Regions from separate parts of the Gossypium hirsutum genome. Here region 1 is linked to region 2. Evidence: chromatin contacts called from public Hi-C data. All regions are on one chromosome and are shown on one strand. The core of a region is the stretch at or near the end of the contact, and the rest is flanking DNA. Distances in the headings are between cores, read along the strand shown.

What was found. Hi-C and Micro-C count contacts between places; a contact is called where the count stands out from the background.
Region 1: a Hi-C map of leaf shows a contact between it and region 2, with 2.8 times the contacts expected there. The contact joins the promoter of LOC107903811 here to the promoter of LOC107903816 in region 2. A contact is called at or near these places in 14 of 34 Hi-C or Micro-C datasets (anther, callus, fibers and 4 more).

The regions. Positions count from the first base shown.
Region 1 is chrD05:53,961,303-53,965,831 of Gossypium_hirsutum_v2.1, forward strand. LOC107903811 (ubiquitin carboxyl-terminal hydrolase 25) reads right to left here and starts at 1,402. Exons shown (of 7, transcript XM_016829981.2): 1 at 506-1,402. The coding sequence starts at 1,161. LOC107903810 (probable sugar phosphate/phosphate translocator At3g14410) reads right to left here. Exons shown (of 8, transcript XM_041092168.1): 5 at 3,943-4,204; 6 at 3,566-3,834; 7 at 2,256-2,379; 8 at 1,825-2,081. The coding sequence ends at 2,081.
Region 2 is chrD05:53,458,049-53,462,569 of Gossypium_hirsutum_v2.1, forward strand. LOC107903816 (elongation factor 2) reads right to left here and starts at 2,208. Exons shown (of 4, transcript XM_016829985.2): 1 at 2,022-2,208; 2 at 1,612-1,651; 3 at 1,409-1,496; 4 at 1-1,059. The coding sequence starts at 1,614.

The DNA.
Region 1 (4,529 bases), core at 152-2,651, 500 kb after region 2:
ACTATATTTGAAGTTCTTCCCTTCGTTTACTATTTCACAAAAGTAAAGGCTCATAACAAAAGCAACCAACAGACAACAATACATAAACAAATAAGGCCCCATTTAATTGTTATTTTTTCACTTCTTTGCTATTGAATTTCTGCTTCTTAAACGGGTTCTTAAAGGGTAGAAAGTAAAGAAACCCAAATGCCATATTCTTCAAAAGTATTGTTTGTTGTTATTCTAACTCAAAGGCAAAAAACGCAAGTCTCAAAAGCAACAATGAAATCATACCTAAACAAAACAATACTAATTAATTCAATTAAACTGAATTATGAAATATGAACTTAATTTCACACCAGTACTTATACTTCCATCCAAAACCTCATTTTGTCCTCTAGAAATACAATTTTATTCTCTAGAAACACTATATTACTCATGTTTAAGTTTTTCTTTCTTTCCTATCACCAAAGTAAAAGCTGAAACAAAAGCAACCAACAAACGACATTAAAAGATATGAACTTACTTGTCACACTTGTACTTATTATTCCCATCCAAAACCTCAGGCTGAAAAAACTTATGCATAGCTTCTTTAAGTGAACCACTGTTCAAAATATCAAGACTAATATCCATAATCTCATCAACTTTATTTGACTCCGCACCACACCCCAAACACTTAACCTGACTTTGCAAAGCACCCCCAAAGATCTCCTTAACTACGGTATTGCCATTCACTGCTTCTCCTCCTCCTTCACTTCCCTGTCGCCGCAATTTCTTCAAACGAAGACAGGTATTATGGCAAGCATCGATGACGTACCTCAAGAACTCGTGGGCATCCTCTTGTCGGCCGAAGCGGAAGTGCTCGGCGAATATTTTGATACAGCTTTGGATCTTGGAAGGCGCGTCAAGGGTGAGATCGAGGGTTAAGGAGCGTGTAATCCAGGCTTCAAGGATACAGAAAGGGCAGTCGCGGGGCTTTTTGGAGGCGGAGGCGTCGCAGGAGGAGGAGTGTTGGGAGCGGAGGCAGAAATTGGCGAGCGGTGGAGTGTAGGTGAGACACTGAAGAACGCTGTTGAGGTAACACGAGTTGCCGAGGTTTCTTAAGCCTAAAGGAGGGCCTTTCTTTCGTTTTTCACTGAGTAGACTCGGCTGCCAAGTCATTTGTAACTCGACAAATCCCATCAACAGTGATGATCCTCCTTCGCGGATCTCTCATCGGACGGCCATCCACACCGCCAGAATCGCATCTCCTTCAAATTTTCCGGGAAAATTTGCTCTCAAAATCAAAATTTCCCCTTTTCCCCGTTTAGGAACCTCTCAAAAGAACGAAGAAATTTCTCGCGAGGGTTCGTTGCTTCAATTTATTTTTTATTTTTATTTTTCCTTTTTCAGTTTCCCCTTGTGAAGTCTTGATCTGTGATTTTGGGTAAGGGTCCATTCTTCTGTTTCTCTTGGGCTTTTAATCTTTAGGGCTTACACCTAAATCTGATAAGGAACAAAATTTTATTTATGAAGGACAACAAAGTTGTAGTTTGTAGGTTTCTGTAACCAGCCTTCACAATTTTATTTTAAAATTATAAACAAAACAACCATTATTTAATCTTATTTTAATTCAATATAATTAGAAAGATTTAATTGCCTCCTTTATTTTACTCTCTCTTTTTTTTTAAATGAAATTCATGTATCATCCTTTTAAATGAGTTGCAAAAATGCATTAATGGGAAACATGTAATTAAATTGTAATTGGATAACTTTTTCATCTAAAATATATGAGTAGAGTATATTTTAATCGAGTATGCTAATGGAAGATTTGGTTACCTTCCGGATCACTATTTAAATAAATAATGATATCAAAATTACCTTTTCATATATTTAAAACAATAAAACGAGCTTTAAAATCTAATCAAGTTTGGGCAAACAAAGCCAACCTGAGAATGGACACCTCTAATCCCACCCACCAATGTACAGTTAAGACAAAACAAAACCAAAAACTCATAACACTACAGTTTAAAACAGTCCAAGTATTTCTTTGCAGATTTTCTACTTCACCTTATCTCAGAAGGTCACTTTCTCCAAATATAACAACCGGCGCCCCGAATAATCTGTGCAGAATCAATGGAAAAACAAGTTAAGACGTTGTTTTTTCCTGCAGTGTGTGATGGACATGCCAAAATAAATAGAAGCAACGAGATTAACTGGCGGTTCCAAGTAGCTCTGATTTGTGCAATTATTTATACTTTCAACATCATCTTTACAGATTAGGAGTTGTACATAACTATCTGTTCAGATTCGATGATGTAGCCATCGGTATGGTCAGGGCAGCTTGGGAGTCATCAGAGATATTGCGAATTGCTTCCCTCTTCAACTTGTGATTATTGTATGCCGCCACACCAGCAATGGCTACACAAAAGAGAGTAATAAAAGAAAAGATAAAGTTCACTGAAGAAACAAGAAAGACCAAAACAATTTATGTCCGAAGTAGATGGCTTCTCCAAAAATACTGAAACAAAAGCTAGAAACTACTCGAAATTTATAACAATATCGAAGCATGAGAACTAGCACTAGATGCAAAGATAATGAAGCCTAGGACTGCATCTAAACTTCATGCAATTTTCATATTCAAATGAATGTATCATGTTACTTCCTTGAAACAACCATGCATAAAACATTAGTTTAGGCAAATAAGTGATTAGGTATGTGAGAAATATCTTACATCTAATTATTAATGATTTTTATCCTAAGCAAGGTAAGCTCTAAGATTATAAATTAGCCTTGAAAGAAAGTATATGGAGAACCTAGTGAGTTAAAACCAACAGATATATATATATATAGTGTGTGTGTGCGCGCGCGCGCGCACGCTGGGGGGAGGGGAGAATGAGAAGAGTATCATCTAGTAAGAATTCTAATAGCCAACCTGAATCTCAAACTTATAGAACTCAAGGTAAGCCTTAATCTCGAATTAGTTAGTTCAGTAGTGACTTATGTGCATCCTTGTTGCAACCAACACAAGGCCACTTGGATTACTTGAGGGTCTAGGGTTAGGTTTAGGGTTTCATTCCAACAGATAAAATAAATTTGAAAGAACTGACACCAAAATGCCCTCCCCCAATATGTGCGTATATATGTATGCATATAAGCATGTATAAACCATGACACTAAAACACTAATAGAATACTCCTTAACAGTACACCTACTAACAGGTTAAACCACGATGCAGAACTTTGCTATAAGCGAGGTATAAATACTCCTTAACAAAGTCCAGCAATACCAAGGCATATGCTGAAGAGCAAGATAAGCGATGCAGTGTTTAGCATATCTAATGCATAAATATTCATGGCCAATCCGCAAAACCATGGATATCCGCCACCATGCCTGAAGGAGCCATTGCTCCTATCAACCAATTCGGATTTCTATAATTCATTTATCTGCTGCTATGGTACTTTCAAGGGAATGACTGAGCTACATCCTTGTCATCCACAATGAGAATGGATTGTCCGCCCATGGTTATGTCCTCAAAATGATGTAATAGATAAATGCTCGTACAAGAGATGAAGATATAAAAGAGAATTTACTTTAAGATACTTACCTATGCCATAACCAAATAAATTTATGACTGTCAACTTTGTATCTGCAAAGAGAAGGGCCGATACTAAAACAACCACCCAATCCTTGACGACTCCAGCAACGCGAATGGTTAGAGCACTAGTGTGTGAGATCACTAGGAAAACTGACAAGTTGAGTGCAAAGGTGCAGATAGAGTTCAGCGTTAGCACAACAGGGTGAAGGTTCCACATCCCATGGGCATCCATTTTTGGTTTCTCCAGAAAGATCCAAGGAATAAACAGACAAAGAGCACTGCAAATGAAACACAAACCTTTAATTCTAACTGATATCAAATTTATACGGAGAAGAAAGGGAATAATTCTAATACAAGGTAAATTAGAAAACTGATGTAATACATACCTGCAAGGACTAACATAATACATGATAGATATAGGGTTTAACTTGAGACCCTTTCGCTTAACCAGAATCTCCATGAATATAAGTCTTAAAGATTCTCCGACAACACCACCCATTTGGTAAACAACTCCAATCCAGCTAATATTTATTTCTCCATAAGAAGCCACCAGAACACCAAAGCTAATCACTGACATTATTAAAAGCATCCTGCAGCTCATTACCTCCAGTCCTGCTGCTACTCCAAGGATGAATACAGCTACTGGCACTGAAAACTCATTCAGAAAAGTACTGATATCACAATCTGTCATATCTACCATCTAAATAATAGTAACATACATAATGTACTTATTAATATATTCTTAACCCTAATTCATGGTGTTTGAATACCGAAGATTTTAATAACCAGCCTAACATCTTTCACAAAGTCAAAAAATATTTTACAACATTGGAAGCCAACTAAGTTTATACAGGCATTACTTACCCACCTGCAACTCAATAAAGAGACAATTACAGTTGATTCCTTGTGATTACCCCAGAATTCACGTCCATTTAACATGCTATAAAGGTATCTCTGAACCTAGAGCAGTTCT
Region 2 (4,521 bases), core at 958-3,457:
TCATCTTTGAAACATAAAGCATAAGAGGACCCTCAGGATCACAGTTCCTAATAGCATTGGCATAGACATCATCAAGAGGACCCTCATACAAGTTCTCAACACGATATTTCTGAGCCACGCTAGGAGAGGGTAGGTGAAAGATCATCATTTCCAGGAGAGCACTGCTTGCAGGAAGCCAGGTCTGCATAACACGCTTCATGAGGGCCTTACCCATCAAGTCCTTCTCTTCAGACTTCATGGTGACACCAAGCTTTTGTAGCATGGGCCATAGCTTATCTTTCTGGTCATTCATACAAGTGTTGATGATCTGCTTGATGGGCTCATAACAGAATTGAACAAAACCACGCTTGCAGGTGGCAGTGCCAGTGTTCTTGGTGGTCCATTTCCTGGTAGCTGGATCAAAAAAGTTCTCACCCCAAAGCCTTTCCATCATTTTGGACTCATCGACTCCAAACTTTGAGGCATACATTTTAGCAAAGTTGGTCAAGGTAAAAGCCCAACCATGCAAACCAGCAGAGAAGGCAACTGTTCCCTTCTCAGGGTAGACTTGAACATCACCAAGAAGAGGATCTTCATAGGTGGCCATGATGACATTAGCATTTTCGATCACTCTCTGGAATGTCTGGTAAGCCTCCTCTCCATCAACCTGAAGCTCAAGGAAGCACCTATCCATCTTGTTAACAGTCAAGACAGGCCTGATCCTTTCTCCAAGAGCCTGACGGAGGACAGTCTCTGTTTGGACACAGACACCTTCAATACAGTCAACGACCACAAGGGCACCATCAGTAATACGAAGTGCAGCTGTGACCTCAGATGAAAAGTCAACGTGCCCAGGGGAATCAATAAGATTGATGAGGTACTCATTCCCTTGCCTCTCTCCTTTGTAGCTCTTCAAAGAATCATCACTCATTTCATAATACAGAGAGATGCCAGTAGACTTAATTGTGATACCACGCTCAGCCTCATCGGCACGGGTATCTGTCATACGAACATCACCAGCAACTTCTTGTGCAATGATACCAGCAGCAGCCACAAGCGAATCAGTAAGAGTAGATTTCCCTGCATATCCCAATAAATAAATCAATAAATGAAGCCCAAAAAATTCAACACCATAAAACAGCACAATAACATATTAACAATTTCTATTATCAAGACCTGAAATACTTCTACGCTAACAAACTAAACTGGATTTCATTTGTAACTATTCTAGCATAACTTTTAAAGCTTACTTGTTCATTTTACCATTACTGATCTTTTGAAAAAGCTTACCCAGATGAAATTTCATAAATGAAGTGATGACACATGGACAAAAACAGCATTAACCAAAACATTAAAGTATACTAACAAGTTTGACATTTTAGCTCAGATTCAGTGATAAACTGACAATCCACATGAATTAAAAACATACCATGATCCACATGGGCAATAACAGACATATTACGGATGTTGTGCTTCCGGTCCATGATAGCACGAAGCTCCTCAGCTGTAAACTTCACCTGTAACATATCCAACATAAATCGAATTAAAAAACATACACAGCAAAAACTTAAACTAAAACTAAAAAAAAAACTCAGCAAAAGAAGAAACACGAATTATATTGAGAGAGCTCACCATCTTGACTTGTCTTTAAATTACACTGAACAATCAAAACCTGCCCATCAAACAAAAACAAAGTTCTTAATCTTCCAAGCTGAATGAAAACATGAGGAATCAGCAAAATCTCAAAACCCCAAAACTCATCCAATGGAAAAAACGAATATCTCGAGATCTAAGTTCATATTAGCTAGTATAGCCAATACACAGAAAATATGAAAAAGAAATGAAAAGAAAAGACCATAGAAGTACAATCCTTTTCCTAAGAGCGAAGAAAGTGCATAGTTTACTACTAAACAGATTCAAAATGAAAATGAAAACAGGATCTACGACTAGAAACGATTAAAAACCAATAACAGATGAACAGTTAAGGATCTATATAGAGAGTAGAGACAGATCTCAAAGAAGATGGAGAGAGAAGAGCAAACCTTAGAGTTAGGCGGCGAGAGAAAAGGGATGAAGATTGCAAGAAAAACTCTCCTCTCGAATAAGAGGTAGACAAAGGAGGATAGGCTTTATTTATATTCAACGAGGTGCCGACTAAAGTATGTTTGAGAGTGCCAATGTAAGGGCGTCTCAGCTAGGGTTATCTTCGACTTTCGAAACCTTTAAGATATTTTCAACTCTTTTTCATTTAATACTTAATTGGTTAAAATATACTTTAAGTTTGTGTACTTTTTATATATTTTAAATTTAGTCCTCTTACTTTTAATTACATAATTTTAGTACATTTATTTCTAGATTTTAAAATTCAAGTCTAATTTTTAGCAATGTAAAAGTTCTTCTATTAAATTTGCTGATCCAATAATTTGAAATAATAAAATACTTACTTGGTAGTCATATAACAAAAAAAAAACGTTATAATAAACTTAAATTTTGATAGAATAAGTTTATCAGTGGTAACAATTAGACTTGCATTTTGAAATTTGAAAGTAGAGGGATTAAAATCCTTAAAATAAAATAAAAGACTAAATTTCAAAGGTACAAAAAGTATAAAGAATTGAAGCATATTCTAATTTCTTCTCTCATTCTTTTTTCCTTTTTAGTAGAAATTTTAGTAGAAAATATAGATTCGATAATTTATTCTTGATTGATTTCATCATACTTCTTAAATATATATACATTCAACTCTCGAATCTTCAAAGAATTTATTCTCTTATAACCCCTAAAGAATTTATAGGGTATCTTAATTTTCCTATTTATATATTTATAACATATAGTGATTAAGACCCTATAAACAGATGGCATGTATAAGCCTATGTATCCTAAGTAAAAGTTGAATTATACTATAATTTTTTGTGTCTATTTTTCTGTATGTTTCTTATTATAAAATATGCATTGATAAGATTATGTTTATCAAATCTTAGTTTATTATTTTTCCTTCATTTATTTCAATCTTGTTTACATAAGTGAAATATTTTATTTTTAATTTTTGATGTTTTAATAATTGTTCTCAAACTTGCATTGTTTTTAAAGGCGTTTTAATAGTTTAGCCATTTGATTAAATTGTTAATTTAATTAAAAGTGTAATATATTTATTTTATGATATTGATGTCACATAGTATATATTTTTGAATATGTATATTGATCCCGTATTAGACGAAAATTGAAATAACAATTTATGCATGTTGATTTTTTTCATAATTAGTACGATGTATATGCTGGGATCTAGTGTCTTTAGTGTAAGATATCGTTAAATGTACTTGTAATTTTTTGAATAAAATGGTTTAGTAAAATTCCATCATTCTCATTAATATTTTTTTTATAATGTCCTCAACGGTTTTTGCACACAAAGTAAAATGAAAGAAAATATTAGTTCATTAATTATCTAAGGTTTAACTAATATTAAGTTGCACTATGTGGTTTGGATCATAATGCGAGAATACAACTAATAATAGTAGATAATCTAAATGGTCTATAGTCTAATCGAACTTTAACAAGTCAATTAAAAGATTATTATGTCATCTTTCAAGTCCAATTAGAGAAATATCTTGTTTTGAGTATCGGAGCAGATGACTCTTAGAAGATAGGTCTATCAACTCTGTTCTATCGAGCACCGGCTGAATCTACGCCAGGTGCCTTGATCCCAATTCTATTCTCACCTTTGACGGAGTGATCACTGCTGTAATTATCACCATCAACAGCGTTTCTCGATTCCCTGAACATTTTCATCTATAAAATAGAGGAATTAATAATCAACATCTAGATATCGACTCAAACTCGACTTTGGCATATACCTCTAGACTTAATTTCGAGCTCAATTTAGTCTAAGAATTAACTAAACCTATAGTTCTTATACCACTAAATGTATCATCATATACCAAACCTAATTGCCAAGTTCGAACTATAGGAGGTCACATTCGTTGTAGGAGAAACTACGATCAATTATATTCAAATTCTAGCATTAAACACTTAGATATGAGTATTACATGCTTAAAACACGCTATATGATCATTTTTAGGTCATATACGAGCTTACGAAAGCTCAATACTATCCCAAGGTCGAACAATGACTAAACTACAACATTTTCAAAACTTTCTAGACTGGTGTCACGATTTCCAAGGTTTAGTGATGTGACCTTGAATACAAGAAACAAGCTTCCCAACCCTGAGGACCAAATTGTAAAATTTCCAAAACATAACACGGTCGACGTCGTGACGAGGAGAGCTAATATCACGACATTCTTGATAGTCCATTATGTTCTCAATTTTATTTGATTTAACCTAACATATGACAACAATGTTTGGCCTTAAGGCCCCAATCATCCTTTCAACACAAATAGACATGCTCAAAATACCATTTTCAAGCCACTAACACTTTTACCATACATAAATGTTAGCCATTTCATTTCATTTCATTTCACTCACAACATTATTCATAAAATTGACCATTTAAAATTTGAAACAAGATAATCCTAAGTACATGCCA